Linked DNA regions of Mus musculus: all the other regions are linked to region 1. Evidence: chromatin contacts called from public HiCAR-type and promoter capture Hi-C data. All regions are on one chromosome and are shown on one strand. The core of a region is the stretch at or near the end of the contact, and the rest is flanking DNA. Distances in the headings are between cores, read along the strand shown. Region 1 holds the start of Tmed3 (transmembrane p24 trafficking protein 3). Region 2 holds the start of Snhg5 (small nucleolar RNA host gene 5). Region 3 holds the start of Zfp949 (zinc finger protein 949).

The links. Promoter capture Hi-C pulls out the DNA fragments that hold promoters and counts their contacts. HiCAR-type assays count read pairs that join an accessible place to other places.
Region 2: a promoter capture Hi-C map of pre-B cells shows a contact between it and region 1. The contact joins the promoter of Snhg5 here to the promoter of Tmed3 in region 1. A contact is called at or near these places in 7 of 39 promoter capture datasets (the C10 cell line, cranial neural crest, hematopoietic stem and progenitor cells and 3 more) and 4 of 115 datasets of contacts at active chromatin or transcription factors (embryonic forebrain, large pre-B cells, memory CD8 T cells and 1 more).
Region 3: a contact with region 1 is called in a HiCAR-type map of astrocytes, with 4 times the contacts expected there. The contact joins the promoter of Zfp949 here to the promoter of Tmed3 in region 1. A contact is called at or near these places in 8 of 39 promoter capture datasets (cranial neural crest, frontonasal cranial neural crest, hippocampal neurons and 4 more), 1 of 15 datasets of contacts at CTCF or cohesin (large pre-B cells), 3 of 484 Hi-C or Micro-C datasets (the AML12 cell line, cerebellar granule neurons and myocytes), 2 of 115 datasets of contacts at active chromatin or transcription factors (astrocytes and large pre-B cells) and 4 of 9 other capture datasets (adipose tissue, embryonic stem cells, liver and 1 more).

What each region holds. Positions count from the first base shown.
Region 1 is chr9:89,702,423-89,707,444 of GRCm38.p6, forward strand. Tmed3 (transmembrane p24 trafficking protein 3) reads right to left here and starts at 2,621. Exons shown (of 3, transcript NM_025360.2): 1 at 2,324-2,621; 2 at 350-598. The coding sequence starts at 2,503.
Region 2 is chr9:88,519,998-88,525,019 of GRCm38.p6, forward strand. Snhg5 (small nucleolar RNA host gene 5) reads right to left here and starts at 2,900. Exons shown (of 5, transcript NR_040721.1): 1 at 2,487-2,900; 2 at 2,310-2,384; 3 at 1,921-1,978; 4 at 1,653-1,719; 5 at 1,055-1,451. It overlaps LOC115487267 (a small nucleolar RNA gene), which reads right to left and starts at 1,871; the gene lies at 1,800-1,871. It overlaps LOC115487269 (a small nucleolar RNA gene), which reads right to left and starts at 1,603; the gene lies at 1,532-1,603.
Region 3 is chr9:88,545,104-88,550,125 of GRCm38.p6, forward strand. Zfp949 (zinc finger protein 949) reads left to right here and starts at 2,917. Exons shown (of 6, transcript NM_001142943.1): 1 at 2,917-3,405.

The DNA of each region.
Region 1 (5,022 bases), core at 1,371-3,870:
CTAGGCCCTGACATATGAGTTTGTTATGGCAGCAGCTGGTCTGACCCTCACCAACACACTCCTGAAGCAGGACATTGTTCTTCACCATCTGAGCATATGACACAGCAGACAGGTACATGTCAGAATTTTGGAAGACGTGCCACGCCCGAGAAAGAGAGTTGGAAGGGTGGAGAGGAAAAGTGTTAGCTATGAGAGGGCTCTGGCTAGAAACAGGAGACCAGAAGTGGTATGGAGTCTTTTACAGCTAGAGGGTGATTCTGGTTCATCAGCTAGGACAAGGACAAAAAAAGCAGAAACATGATGAGAGTGGGAGGGTTCCCCTAGTCCTGTCACGGTCATGCACACTCACCTGAGTGAGAGCCGTGACCCTGTTCCCCATGTCTGGGAGAATGGGGGGCTCGTCACCCACTTGGAAGTCAAAGTAGACGGTCTTATGAGAGAAGGTGGAGAACTCATTACTGAAGCAAAACCGGTAGACGCCCTTGGCCTCTGTCTTGTACGTGAAGCTGTCATACTGCTTCTTGGTCTCCCTGTAGATGACGTTGCCCCTGGGGTCTTCCACATAGCAGTCCACATCGTAGTGGCCTCCAGTGATAACCTGACAACCACAAAAAGGGTGCAGTGATGGGGAGGCAAGCAATTCTTTGAAATGCTGACCATAACGGGGACCCCGCTAAGCATTCTGTAATTTAACCCTCACCATTTTCCAACACAGACTCCATGTAGCTTCCCATCCTGCTGAGCCTACGCAGTTAAGAGGCAGTGACCACTGCACTCGGTGTTTTTCTTAGTATTACTACAAAACATTTGACAGAAGCAATTCAAGGAAAAAAATCCAAATTTATTTGACTTGCAAATAAATTCAAATTTATTTGACTTGCAAATAAATTTGAGGGCATAGTTCATCAGGGAGAAGGCATGGTATCTGGAACATGAAGGCTTCCAGGGGTAGGGGTAGGGGCTAATCACATGGTATCCAGAGTCAGGAAGCAGAGAAATGAACGATAGCATTCAGCTGGTTTCCTCCTTTTTATTCAGCCTGGTGAATGATGGTACTCCCACTTAGGGTGGCTCTTCCCACTGCAATCTAATCTAGAAAGCCCTTTACATTCTCAGAGGCTTGTCTCTTTGGTGGTTATAGATTTCCCCCCACTGATGGGGCATGCCTACCCTCAACGGCTTCTGGAGCCTCACTAGCCACATCAAGAATGCTGGGGTGGGGGGGGCGGTTGTTGTTGTTGTTCTTGTTTGTTTTGTTTTGTTTTGTTTTGTTTCTTCGAGACAGGGTTTCCCTGTATAGTCCTGGCTGTCCTGGAACTCTGTAAACCAGGCTGACCTCGAACTCAGAGATCCACCAGCCTCTGCCTCCCAAGTGCTGGGATTAAAGTCCTGCGCCACCACTGCCCAGCCAAGAATATTGTTCTTATTCTTAGGCTGCCTGTGCTGAGGCAGGCACACACACACACACACACACACACACACACTGTATGTCGTCCATAGATGTGAGAGCAGTCTCATCAGTGACTCCACCATACATGGAATTGTCAGCAGAAGCAACCTTCAGAGCGTCTACCATAGAAGGGCTTACTCATTGTACACAACTGGGGTGCCTGTGTCACCTCATTTCTAGAGGTCTTGCTTTATGGTGGTCATTCATCCCTCTGACCCTATGCCTACTCATTAACCCTAGGGGATAGAGCCTTTACCAAAGCAACTGTTAGCTATGAGATCTGTCCATGGAGACCAAAGTGCAGGACCTAACTTTGTTGAGCCATATGGTAAGCAGAGAGGCAAGCCACATAGCCACACCACTGGGGAGGGAGTGTGTGTGACTGTCCTTAAGTATACACTGGCAGGGTTCGAAGTCTGCACTGAACCCTCCTTTCAAAAAAAAAAAACCCTTCATCACTCCAACTATGTCACCCCAAACTCCAGCTGTAAAGGATGCAGCTGACTTCAGCACCAGCAAGACACCCAGCCCAAAGTGACAGTTGGGTCAGACTGCCACCCAGTGGGTGTCCAGCTAATTAATACTGATGTTCCTGGAGGTACCTGGGAGAGGTCATTCTGGTCAATTCTGCAGGGGGCGACAGGGGGCGGTAACAGGCCCCCCATCCTGAGCGCTCACCTGTAGCCTGCCTAACTCCCCAGTGCCCCTGGCCCACTTCGGGAGGGCTCTGGCAGATACAAACGTTTCTTCTCAGGGAGAAGTCAACCGGTCTGGGGTTGTTATCCCCGACCCCCTCAGCCTTTGGTGGCTAATCTTGGCCGCTCCGGATGGCGGCGCACCAGTAGCCCCAGTGAGACGCGGCTAGGGCCGCACCTGGTAATCCAGAGAGAACTTCACGCCCTGCTCCACCTCTTCGTGGAAGCACTGCTTGGCGTTGTCCGGCAGCTCGAAGGTGAGCTCAGCGCTCCGCAGTGGCTCGGCCCGGAGCAGGAGCAGAAGCAGCAGCTGTAGCAGCATCTGGAAGGATGAAGCGTGCGGAGCCTCGTGGACCATGATGCTCCGGGCCTAGTCCTCTCTAGGCTCCCGCGCAGCGACAGCAGGGACAGCAGGGAGAGGGGAGGGGCCCCCTGAAGAGACGTGGCGCGAGCTCAGCACAGCGGTTCCGGGTGGCGGCCACTCCGCGCGCAGCCGCACACCAGAGAGGTGGGCGGGGAACCTTTCCGCCCGCTGCGCAAGCGCATCACTGAGTTTAGGCGCTATTGTATTTGATGCGGCTCTTGGACTCGGGTACTTCTCAGTGCGTCCCTTCAACTCGGAAACCGTTGGGCTTCTAGTCTGTTTCTGACTTGCTGTCACTTAGTGTCTGCCACGTCTCCGGAGAAATCCCGGACGTAATGAACACATTCAGTAGTTAGGAGGACTCGATGGACTAGAAAGGAACCGCAGGGAAGGGAGGCGACGGATCCTCCACTCCCCCCTCCTACCTAAGGTGAAGAAGTGTTCAACAAAGTAAACCCCATGGCTACACTGGGGGAAAACAGGTTTTCTTGCACACAGACTCCCTTCTGGAAATAAAAGCATCTAAAGGATTTCAATTATGTTTTCGCATTCGGGTCACATTGAAAATTTTTTCAGAGAGAATCTGCCATCCCCTTTAACTTCTAAAAGTGTTGAAAGACAAGTTGATTTATTGTCTTATTCATGACAACTGCCCTAAGAAGGATATATATGATTTTATGTTCACCATAGTCCATAAACAAAGAGACATTACATGTTATAATATTTGCTGATACATAAACACTTACTGTCAGTAGAACATTATTAGATATGGTGAATCTTAATTTTAACAAAGAATTTCACTACTCATATATACTACCACATAGATAAAATTGGCATACACTACCACTGGCCATACTGGATCCTGTATCAAGGAGCTAATGTGCATGAAAGCAGCACCCATAATATAATTATTAATAAAATGTACTATCTCTGTGCTAGATTAGATGTGAAAGAGGTGTTGAGCTGTGTGCCTTGGGGCTCCTTCCCTGCTTGTCCTATTTAACATTGACTTATATTTCTTATTTTCAATTATGTGTATGCACATGTGTGTATATGAGTATGTATATATGAATGCAGGTCTCCAAAGAGGCCAGAGGCTTTGGATCCCCTGGAGCTAGAATTGCAGGCAGTTGTCACTCATTTGATAAGGCTTTTGGGACCCAAACTGGGGTCCTCTAGAAGTATTCTTAACCAGTGAGCCATCTCTCCTCCAACTCTTAACATTTTTAATGAAGAGTATTTGAAGATGTGAAAGTTATAATCATCTAACTGGAAAATCAAGTGAAGAAAAACAAAACAAAACAAAACAAAACAAAACTGAAGTTCCCACAAGTTAAAGATGAAGCGCTACATTTAAGTTCCAGGTGGTGGGGATGGGGGTTGGGAGGGTGGGGGAGGGAGGGGGAATCTGCAGTGGTTCAAAAGAAGAGGCCTGGTTTCACAGCTCTTTAAGTTGGAGCAGGCAGAATTGGAATCAGCATCAAACTACATATAAGACAAGAGAAAATGCCTGAGTTTTAAAAAAATAAATTATTGCCTTAGCAGACAGTGATCAGGTGGTACCTATTGTATTGTTTTAGGAGAGCTATTTTCCGTTTGGGGCACTAGTCAAAGGAATGTGATTAGGAGGAAGCCAGCATAGACATTGCCAGGAAGCTGACTCAAACAGAGAATGCCCAAGGGAAAATAAATAAATAGCAGGACTTAGCATGGAAGCTAAAAACCAATAGGAAATGAAAGCTTTAAAAGTGTGCGGGCACTAACAATGTACCAGACACACTGTCATCTCACTATTCAACTCAACATAATTTATATTAATTGAGTAACCAGCTCAACATAGTTTATATTAATTAATATTCACTAGTAGCCATGTCTTTAAAAAAAATAAGTTTGCTCCTATTTGATAAGGAGCCCGGGATGTTTAATTCAGTAGCTCTTGTCATTGTTCACTTTTTCTGTGTGTCAGCAGCTTGAGCCAGCCTCAATTTATAATCTCCATGGTTTTGTGAGTCCATGGTTTTGGACAGTTGAACGTCAGGCAGTCTTCCCTGGATTTGCCCATGATGCTACATTCATCTAGAGTCCATCTGTGCTGGGCTGTGCAAGATAACCCCACTGGCATGTCTAGGGCAGATACAGGTTACTGGCTCTAATGCCTTTTTCTCTTCCAGGCATTCTCTCACCACTAGGAGGCTACTGCGGGAAGTCATCTTGCCTGCTTCTGTGAAAGCCTGCCTGTCAGGCAGAGTCAAGTCAGACCAGGGTCTACAATAAGAGGGGATATACTTGAACTTCACGGCAAGGGGCTAAATGTTCTGTTAATCTTGGAGGAAGGAACAGCAGGATTAGGAAGGCTTCCGGATGGGTACAGATATCAAATGTACATCATCCATTGTCTCTGCTGGCTTGTGACTTTGTTTCCCGACATACTGTAAGCCTAAGAGAATTAAACTCAAGACTGGACAGCCCTCCTCATTTCTAACCTTTGTCTATGAGTCTTCTTTTCCATCTTT
Region 2 (5,022 bases), core at 1,650-4,149, 1.2 Mb before region 1:
AATTTAACAAGCTAGTAAACTCAAAAGTCTGGGATAACTTAGGATTACAGCATTTGTTAACTAGGCTAGTTCCTCATGCTTAGTGAAAAAAATGCCACCCAGCCTGTTTAAAAAGGTTTGAGTTAGTAAATTTAATGGAAATGAATTTTATTTTCCACTAAAACGATGTCATTTGGTCTTGTTTCTTGTTCAGGTACAAATCACCCAGTCATGATGGGGGATGGGATGGCTCAGTGGTTAAATGTGTTTACCACTTCAGGGCCCAAGAAAACTCACTTGCGTTTCCCCATTTCTATTAGGTTGCTTTCCATTTTTGTCACTCTATACCTGTCCTCCAAAAGAGAATGGACAGTTCATCTCTGGGCTCCTTGGCAGACCAGTAATATCTAGAGCATACACAATAATTTGGACTATAACAACCAACTCACTTTTCAAAGGTAGCAAGGTTCTTTCACCAATGGCACCAGGAAGACATAACATGTACAGGGGGAAAGAAACCAGAGTCCCTCTGCTAAGTGTGAAGACTAGATCTCCTTTATCTCTAAACTGGGGACTGCCATCTCTGCAGTTGAGTGCTAGGACAATTTTGAGATACTGTATCAAAACAGAAGCCCATAAGCAAAGGAGAATGGAAGGGTGCAGCAGTTAATGTAGAAGCCCATTTAGTATTAGTACTTGGTAAGCAGAGGCAGGTGGAATAAAGACAAACCAAGCATAGAACATAGAAACTGTCTCAAAATTAAGAAATGTCCCAGCACTGGGGAGGCAGGTGGATTTCTGAGTTCAAGGCCAGCATGGTCTAGAGTTCCAGGACAGCCAGGGCTAGGAAACCCTGTCTAGAACCCCCCCCCCCAATTAAGAAATGGGTAGGGAGGGAATTTTTTGACAAGTTCTCAGGGAAACCTGATAATGTGTATGATCATGCTAGCTAGTTTGGGAGCTGACAGTGCGCTTTGCACAGTAACTTTGCAAACCCAATTCCCACAGAAGTGGAATGAACCATGTACCAGGGCACTCTGGTTAATCTTCTGACACAAAAAGAATTGAATAAATATTTGCAATTGAATGTTTTTTATTTCAATACTCCCCATTTTATTTCAATCACTGCCAGAATAAGGAAATAGCTCATAATGATGAACTGCAGCTTTATAGTCAGGATTGCATTCAGTCTGTACAGCTGTGTCTGTCAATCAGCTCACCTATGACCTTCACAGAAGAGAACACTGTCGAATGGATTGTCAAAACAATCCATTTACATACAGCCCACAAAAAAAAAAAAGTACAGGAATCAACTCTGCAGGCCACACCAGATGCTGTCCTGATAGGGACAGCTAGAGACATGTAGATAGACCCCATCTCAAACATCCCAGTACTAAGACTGCATTTTTTTGTCTATGCTTTTTCTGGATGGTCACATCTAGTTTTCATTCGCACGTCTTGTGTCACTGGCTCTAAAATATAAAAATAAGAACACAGGCATTATGTTACTGCCAACATTAAAGAAGAACACAATAGTCCTTTGCAATGGTCCATCTCAGAAGCCAGATCCGTAAGTATGGTTTTTCAACAGGAATTCAGGTTCGGGATAGGATCATCATAGACTAGACCAACGACAGTAAGCTCAGCAGAAAACAAAACAGAGCACCACTCACATGCACTCCTGCTGCAGGATCTTCACAGGCGGACTGGCATCTCTCGCAAGTTCTTGTGTCACTGGCCCTAAAATATAAAAACAAAAACACAGGCATTACGTCATTGCCAACATTAAAGAAGAACACAATAGTCCTTTGCAATGGTCCATCTCAGAAGCCAGATCCGTAATTATGGTTTTTCAACAGGAATTCAGGTTCGGGATAGGATCATCATAGACTAGACCAACGACAGTAAGCTCAGCAGAAAACAAAACAGAGCACCACTCACATGCACTTCTGCTGTAGGATCTTCACACGCAGGCTGGCATCTCACTGGTCAGCATTCACTACAGAAAGAGGTACCATGACATGCTATGAGTAAGAACTGCATTAACAAGACTACCACTTAAACACAATGGTCTTCTCTCAGAAGCTGCATTTATCTTCAGGTCATCATCTTCGGGATGTATTTCATCACTGTTCTGACCCGGTATGTCTCACAACTGTTTGTACAATCAATTTGTACACCATGCATTCACAACAGTCACTCCAAATTGCAAAGGCCAGAGTAGTTTGGCCAGGACTACTTCACAATACATTTCCAGGAACCCGGATTCTTACTTCACAACGGTATGTTTGCATGCTTACAAGGGAAAAAATCTAGGCTTCAATACACACCCTTTAAAACGGTCATGTTTTAAGCATGTTTCTTTCATTTATCAATTCTCTCAGATGCTTTGGGCTCCCCTCCATCTAATATAATGAAAAATCAAAAAACAAAATTTAAGCATCACACATCACTTCCTATTGCACTATAACAATATTCTTAAAATATAGAAGCTGCATCGCCTTTACCTTGGTTTCTTCTTGTAGCTGCTTTGAAGACGCGAAGAACAATGGCGCCATTGTCCTTGTGAACGTGCATATAATAGGATGTCTCTTTCGGTGACTCTAGTACCTTCGGAACAGCACAAAAGGCTGCAAACCCTGCTGTAAAAACCTACCCACGCGGGGACTCAGGAACTAGAACGCATGCGGCCTTCAGTCAGGCCGCTTAGTACGAATCTCACTGGGGCCCAGACTCCAATCCCGAAATATCATTAGCTGCTGCGCACTTCTCCGAGGAAGTTTACACCAGTACCCTAAGTTCAAGTCTCAGAAGCCTCCAAATCCTCGTTGCACCCCTATATTTCACTTGGTCATCCGACTGTAACTCACTCACCGACAAGACAAAGAATATCTTAGGCTCCGTCGTAAAAGAACGAGCCCGGTTCACCGCAGCTCCTTTTATAGTCTCCTTTGTGCGAGATCGAGGCTGCCCCTCCCTCTGTCACTGATTGGACGCGAGAGTACGTGGGGGCGTGGCTTTTCATGAAGCAACGCGTGGGAGCGCGCGCCTTGGACCTCTTTTTTTTTTTACAGGCCATTCCGGGGCGTGGTGCGCGCCGCCCGCCCGCCGCCGCGTGCATCTCCGTTGCTGCGCGCGCTCCCGCTGGCTCGCCGCCACCGGTCTCTTCCGAGTCTGGCGGGGTGGCTCAGCTCGACGTGGCGTGGGAGTGGCGCCAGAATTCAAACGAACTGCCGCAGTTGGAGGCGAGGTCACCGCCTGCTTCGAGCCTAGTCGACACGGACGGTCGGCGGCAGGGAGTGGCCTTGACTTCGCCGCGCAGGCAGCTTTGAGCGCCGCTGGTGGAGAAGCTTGGTTGCTACGGTGGCCAGCGCTGCGCTTGTGTATTCAGCGGGGCAGCCGAAGGGACCTGGGAGGACAGAATTACGCGGGTGAAAACCGAAAAGCTCTCCGTTTATCCTTCCTGCATTCTGGGGGTGCCGCTGGTCTGCAGACAGCCATGCTGTCCAGTGCAGGCTTATCCAACGCCTGCTTGGGCGCTCAACCAGGTCCAACACCAGATTCCCCCGCCCCCCCAAGTCTCCCACTCCGGGAAACAGACACTAGTGACAGTTATACTGTCAGAATGCTGAGAAGTTAAACATTCCGTTTCACAGAGGAGAAAGCAAGTCAAAAGCCGCCAGTTGGCCTAAGGTCACATAGCTATCCTTTGCTATTTTTTAAGTTTCTCCCTTCTAAATTATCTGCAGAAAAAAACTTAAGACTTCAAAGGTCAAATATATAATTCAAAGTAATTTAAATGTATGGATACACACATTTGGATATTTTAGCACTTGGAAGCTCGGGTCTTTATTTTGTAGCATTTTTTACTAATTATGTGTGCATTTGCTGTCAGTTTACATTAACAGTTATCCTCTGATCACCATACTTATAGACTGTGGCATGCATGCCCTCACACACATCATGCACACATGTGATAGTAATGGTAATAAGTGAATAAAAGCCGTTTGGGTAAGAACATCACATAAGGTTTGCCATAGAAAGAAGGTAGGGAATAGAATCACATGGTAAAAGCTTGTCACAGCATCTGGTTAAGGACTGTGCCTCTGGGCTACATTTCAAGCCTGTGGTCTTAATTTGGTTCTTTTTAAATCTATGTGCCCAGGTACACACATGCATGCAGAGGCTGAAGGGCAGCCTTAGGTGTTATCCTCGCAAGCACCATTTATTCCCTTTTGAGATAGGGCCTCTTACTGATCTGGAGCTCAGGAATCAGGCTAGACTGGCTGAGCACAAGTCTAGGAGATCCTTCTGTTTCTGCCTTCCAGCTCAGAAATTATAAGCATGGGCCACAACTAACATTTTTATGTGGTTCTGGGACTCAAACAATTATAAGTCCCTAGGCCTGCAAATCTAATGCTTTATCTATTAGAACCATCTCCACAGCTACAGTATTAGGTTTTTAAAGTTTTTAGATGAATGTTATCTTCAAAATGATTTTAATATGTATTTTTATTCTTTTTTTTTAAAGGCTCACCTTATTTTATCTATATGAATGCACTGTCGCTGTCTTCAGACACACCAGAAGGGGGCATCGGATCCCATTCCAGATGGTTGTGAGCCACCATGTGGTTGCTGGGAATTGAACTCAGCACAAGCAGTCAGTACTCTTAACCACTGAGCCATCTCTCCAGCCCCTTAGTTTGCTTTCTGTTGCTATGATAAACATAATGACCAAAATCAACTTGGGGAGGGAAAGGTTTATTTCAACTTAAAACTTCTCTAGTCCACCATGAAGGGAAGTTAGGACAGGAACTCGTGCAGAGATCATAGATGAATAGCTGCAGCTTAGTTGTGTGTGTGTGTTTGTGTAACCCAGGTCAATACTGCCTAAGGACCACAGGCAACACAGAGCTCCCACATTAATCGGTAACCAAGAAAGCCAGCCAGACTTGTCTACAGACCAATCTGAAGGAAGCATTTTCTCACCCGAGGTCCCTTTTCCCAGATGACTTTAGCTTGTGTCAAGCTGATAAACAAAAC
Region 3 (5,022 bases), core at 1,667-4,166, 1.2 Mb before region 1:
AAACAAACAAACAAACAAAAAAAAAGAAGATGGCACTGGGTCCCCTGGGACTGGAGTTGAGGATGGTTGGTTGTATCACATGCATTATGGCAATTGAACCCCAGGTCTTCGGTGAGGGAAGCCAGTGTTCTTAATCACTAAGCCCTTTCTCTTGCACCAGTTATTAATTGTTTAACATAAGTGTAATTGACATAATACTTTAGAATGGAACCCATTGACCTTTGAAACACAGACACCTCCTCTAGTGAGACCTTCAGCGTGGGAACATAGCGAAGCACAGCTCAGGTGACTTCCTTGGTGGAAGGCTTCCTCCTTCCTGGGAATCCGTCTGTATTCAGAGTAGGAAAGGAGCACCTTTGCTACCCATTTAAGCAGTGTTCAGCCTCCATTTCACTCTGGTGTTGTTAGAGCCATCAGCATAATTACGGAGGACCATATTAGTGTGAATTATTCATACCATCCGTTATAGCTTCAAGCCCTCTGGGACCCTTCCTTTCCTTAAAAGTTCTGGTACAAAATGGTTTAGTAATGCAGGACATTCTATGTTTGATTTGATTTCAGATGGTTTTCCATGCTCCTGAAAACTATGTACAGACACATGTATACAAGGAGCTTGTCACAAGAGGGCACCCCTGCAGCATTCTCTATAAAGTGAATGCCGTTCTGGGTATTAATTCCAGAGGAATGATCATAGAGATGCAGTTTGGACCCACAGAATGAATTAGAAGCTCAATAGACAGTTATTATCGGACAGCATGGGGAGTTCTGTTCATGAAAATTTATTAGTATCATAAGAGGATGTTCATTTATTTAGGGTTTTGGAAATAGGATTTCTCTGTGCAGCTCTGAGTAGTTCTGGAACTCACTGTGTAGATCAGGCTGGCCTGGAACTCAGAGGTCTGATAGCTATGCCTGGCTATAAAAGGATTTTTATAGGTTATACAAAATTCAAATTATTATTTCTGTTTGTGATTTATTCAAGAGCTTCTTTAGCTTAGAGTTCAATTTCCTGCAGAGCACGGTGGTACACACCTTTAACCCAACACTCAGGAGGCAGAGGTTGGCAGATTTCTGTGAGGTAAAACCAGTTTGATACATGCAATGAGTTCTAGGATATCCAGGGCTATATAGAGAAACCCTGTCTCAGGCAAAAAGATAAAAATAAAACTTAATTACCATTTTATTAACACCATATTCAGGGCTACAGTCATCTCAAGCTCCACTTGAGCCGGATCTTAGTTTCCAAGACTATTCCCATGGCGCCCTCTACAGCCCAATCTGCAAAATGGCATTTGGCTTCCTTCAGGCCAAATGATAAAGAGGAAGAAAGAATGCACAAATAGAGGCTACAGGTACAGTTTCTGTATAAGACAGTCCTCCAAATGACACTTCATTATTTTATTTGTTAGGAGTAAGTTATTCAGAGCCAGGCCTGGTGGTGCATACCTTTAATCTCAGCACTTGGAATGTAGAAGACAAGCAGATTCCTGTAGGTTTGAAGCCTTTATGTCTTTCACTCTACAAATAGAAACATTTTCACGGAACTTTATTGAGATTATAGTGATATTTAGTTTATGTTGAAAAATTCATCTTAATAATGTGTAATGTATCAACTCTGGGCAGGGATTGTTTAAATTTATTTAGATTTTGTTTGACTCCTGAGTATGTCTCCCCCCCCCCCCCCCTTTTTTTTTTGAGACAGATTTTACTGTGTCGTTCTGGCTGTCCTGGAATTCACTATTCTGTTGACCAGGCTGGCCTCAAACGCTTTTTTTTTTTTCCTGACTCTGGAGTGCTGGGATTAAAGGCATGCGCCACCACATTCAGTTTGAATTTGTTCATTTTTGAAGATTTAAAAAAATTATCTCGCCAGGCAGTGGGGGCGCACGCCTTTAATCCCAGCACTCGAGAGGCAGAGGCAGGCGGATTTCTGAGTTTGAGGCCAGCCTGGTCTACAGAGTGAGTTCCAGGACAGCCAGGACTACACAGAGAAATCCCGACTCAAAAAAACAAAACAAAACACATTTCAATTTTAGTAAGTGATTTTTTTCATTTCAAATTCAAATTATTTCTAAGCATTATTGGCAACACACAACATAACTTTTGTCTCTTGTCAATTCATATAGTTTGTGGTTTCTTCCTATTACAATGGAAGTCCAACATGTTGGTTCGATTTCAAAATGAACTTGAAAATTACTGTGTGCTGTACCAGAATGCTCAATTTGACGATACACTAGTGATGTAAATGGTTCATAGGATTTAAGAAACACGAAGCGTTCAGCTTCCTGCAGTGCTCTGTACAGCCAGAAGAGAGCCCCAGACCTTAGTAGGCTCTGAGACCTTAGCATAGCTGACTCCTGGACAAAAATACTATTCAGGCTGTAAAACTCAGCATGTAGACAGCGCCATCTGCCAAAACTATAACAAAAACCTAATCCATCAAAGTCCATAGTTACGGGAAAGTCTCTAAATGTACTAACCTTGCCTTCTGGCTTCTGAAGTTCTGCGTCTGGCTAATTGTTCTGAACTGAAATATATCAATCTGGGACATGGATTTTGTGGGGCTTCTCTGATCTCCTGAACATCAAGGGTAGTTGCAGTCTGGATAATAAGACTTTTTATTGGCTTAAACCCATGTTTAGTAGTCTTCTCTGGTGACTACCCTACAAAAGATATCACACCGATTTTCTAAGGCTCCACGTCTCCCACAGAGATATTTGGTCTGATTCTAGGATGAACACACTGAAGCTTCCTTCTCAGGTTCTATACTACTTTGGGATACTTGGGGTTCACATGAGAGAAAGGTGAAGGAATTTCATATCGCGATTATCAGATAGGTACTTGATCTGAATCTTGGTAATTCGATAGTGGACCCGGTGGAAAAATGTCCTTCTATACTTACCATAGTTTCCCAGAGGCTCATGGGTAATGTAGTCCCTAACATACAAGGCCCTCCCACACAGGAGCAGGTAAACAGCTCTGACATTTGGCTGGTAGGCATCTCTGTGTCCTGCGCTCTCTTGGCAGCTACCGCATAGAAAGTCGCATCCAGGCTCTGTGCTGACGCCTTTGCTCAGGCTGTGCGTTTCTTGCAGGGTTTCTGAAGGCGGGTGGGAAAGACGAAAAGAGGAGAGTGGTCTCGGAACCTTCGGGAAGCGGGACCCGTGCCTTCTACTTCAGTGGAAACAGAAACATAGGTGGGTCTTGGAGGAGGGACTGAGTCGCAGTTCGAGGGCGGACCGCAGCGGCTCAGGGGAAGGTGACTGTGAGACCCATCGTTCCCAGTCGGAACAGTCGGCCTGAACAGGGCTTTAATGGTTGCTTTATCCGAAGACTGCGCTAGGAGTATTTGGATCTGTGATTCCATCAGTCCAAAAGGGCCAACACGGACGCTCTGCCAAGGAGGTGAGAGCCCAAGATGGCGACTTGGGGGTGAGGGCGGTTCATGTCTGTGGATTGTCAGGGCCGGGAAGCCTCCTGTGTGAGCTCACATTCCAGTAAAGAATCTTGCTACCTGCTTGGCATCCATTTTTTGGGAGAGTTGGGGTGGAGAAAGATCGTTAATCTGAGACCGGATTACAAAACTGGGAATTTTCACACGACCCAGAAATCCCAAACTGCGAGCCTGGGAAAATTGTAAGTTGATACCACGGTGCTGGAGCCGGAAGGGGGAGGTCTGTGACCCACACATCTGTAAGAAAGAGGGTGGTTTTTATCCCAATGAATTGGCCTGAAATTCCTAGAGAAATTCTCCCGTAGTGACTGTACCCTTATGTGTATTGGCAATTGTATTCGTCAGTTTTCCTGTCTTTATGAAGTGATGTTTTTGGCACTTGAGGTTTGAGCTCTTAGAACAGTGGTTCTCCACATGTGGATTCTCAACCTGAAAGGGTTGGGGGTGGGTGGGTAGTGTCAAACGGCCCTTTCACAGGGGTTGACTATCACATAGATATCCTGCATATCAGAAGTTTACATTAGGATTCATAACATTGAGCAAAATTACTAATAATCTAATAATCATTAAAAATAATGTTATGGCTGAGGGTCACCACAGCATGAGGAACTGTAGTAAAGAGTTGCAGCATTAGGAAGGTTGAGAAACACTGTCTGAGGCTTTGTTTAGTTTCTGAAAATGTCTAGTACCAGAGATAAGAGGTTATCTCAGAAGATTCTAGTATTGTTATAGGAACATTTTCCTGGGAACAAAGTGGGGAGGTTTCATGTTCTGAAGAGGGTGTGCAACTGTAGCAATCCCATCCCCCTAGTGAGGAGGAAGACCATTAATAACAGACCAGGAGGCCCTGGGTCCTGGTAGGGAATTTACACCTGGTCCAAGCCTTTGACTGCTTCACTGAACTCCATAGAACGGCAGGCCCCTGTGATACAGGCTCCTTTGACGATCCCCGTACTGGGATCAACTGGGTCTGCCTACATTTTCATGGTAGAGATTGCATTATTGCAAGTTACCTACCGATACATCATCATATGCTAACCTTTCAGAACAGGACAGGAGCCAGTCTGGACTATCAGGTTTACCTTAGTGCTCACTCCATGTTGGTGGCCAGCACAGGGAAGGTCTGCTGGGCTATGAGTGAATGCATTTGCCCTTTAGACTAGAACACTGTATTGAGTATACTGCAATAGAGAAACAGGCTGGGAAGCACCAGTGTGCCACATGGCTCAATAGGCTAATGAGCTGTGGGGGAGGGCAGAGACAGGATATAATTGTTCCGTTAGACGGAGGTTTTTTTTTTTTTTTCCTTAAGTTTTAATTTATTCTCATATATTACACCCCAGTGGTAGATTCCTCTCCCTCCTCTTCTCCCAACCCTACCCACTCCCTTCCATTCCTCCTCCATTTCCCTTCAGAGGAGGACTGGCCTCCTAGAGATACCAACCAAACATGGCATATCAAGTTGCAATAAGACTAGGCACCTCTCTTATTAAGGCTGGGCAAGGCAACCCAGTAAGAGGAAAAGGGTTTCCAAAGCCGGCAAAAGTGTTAGAGCCAGCCCCCAAGCT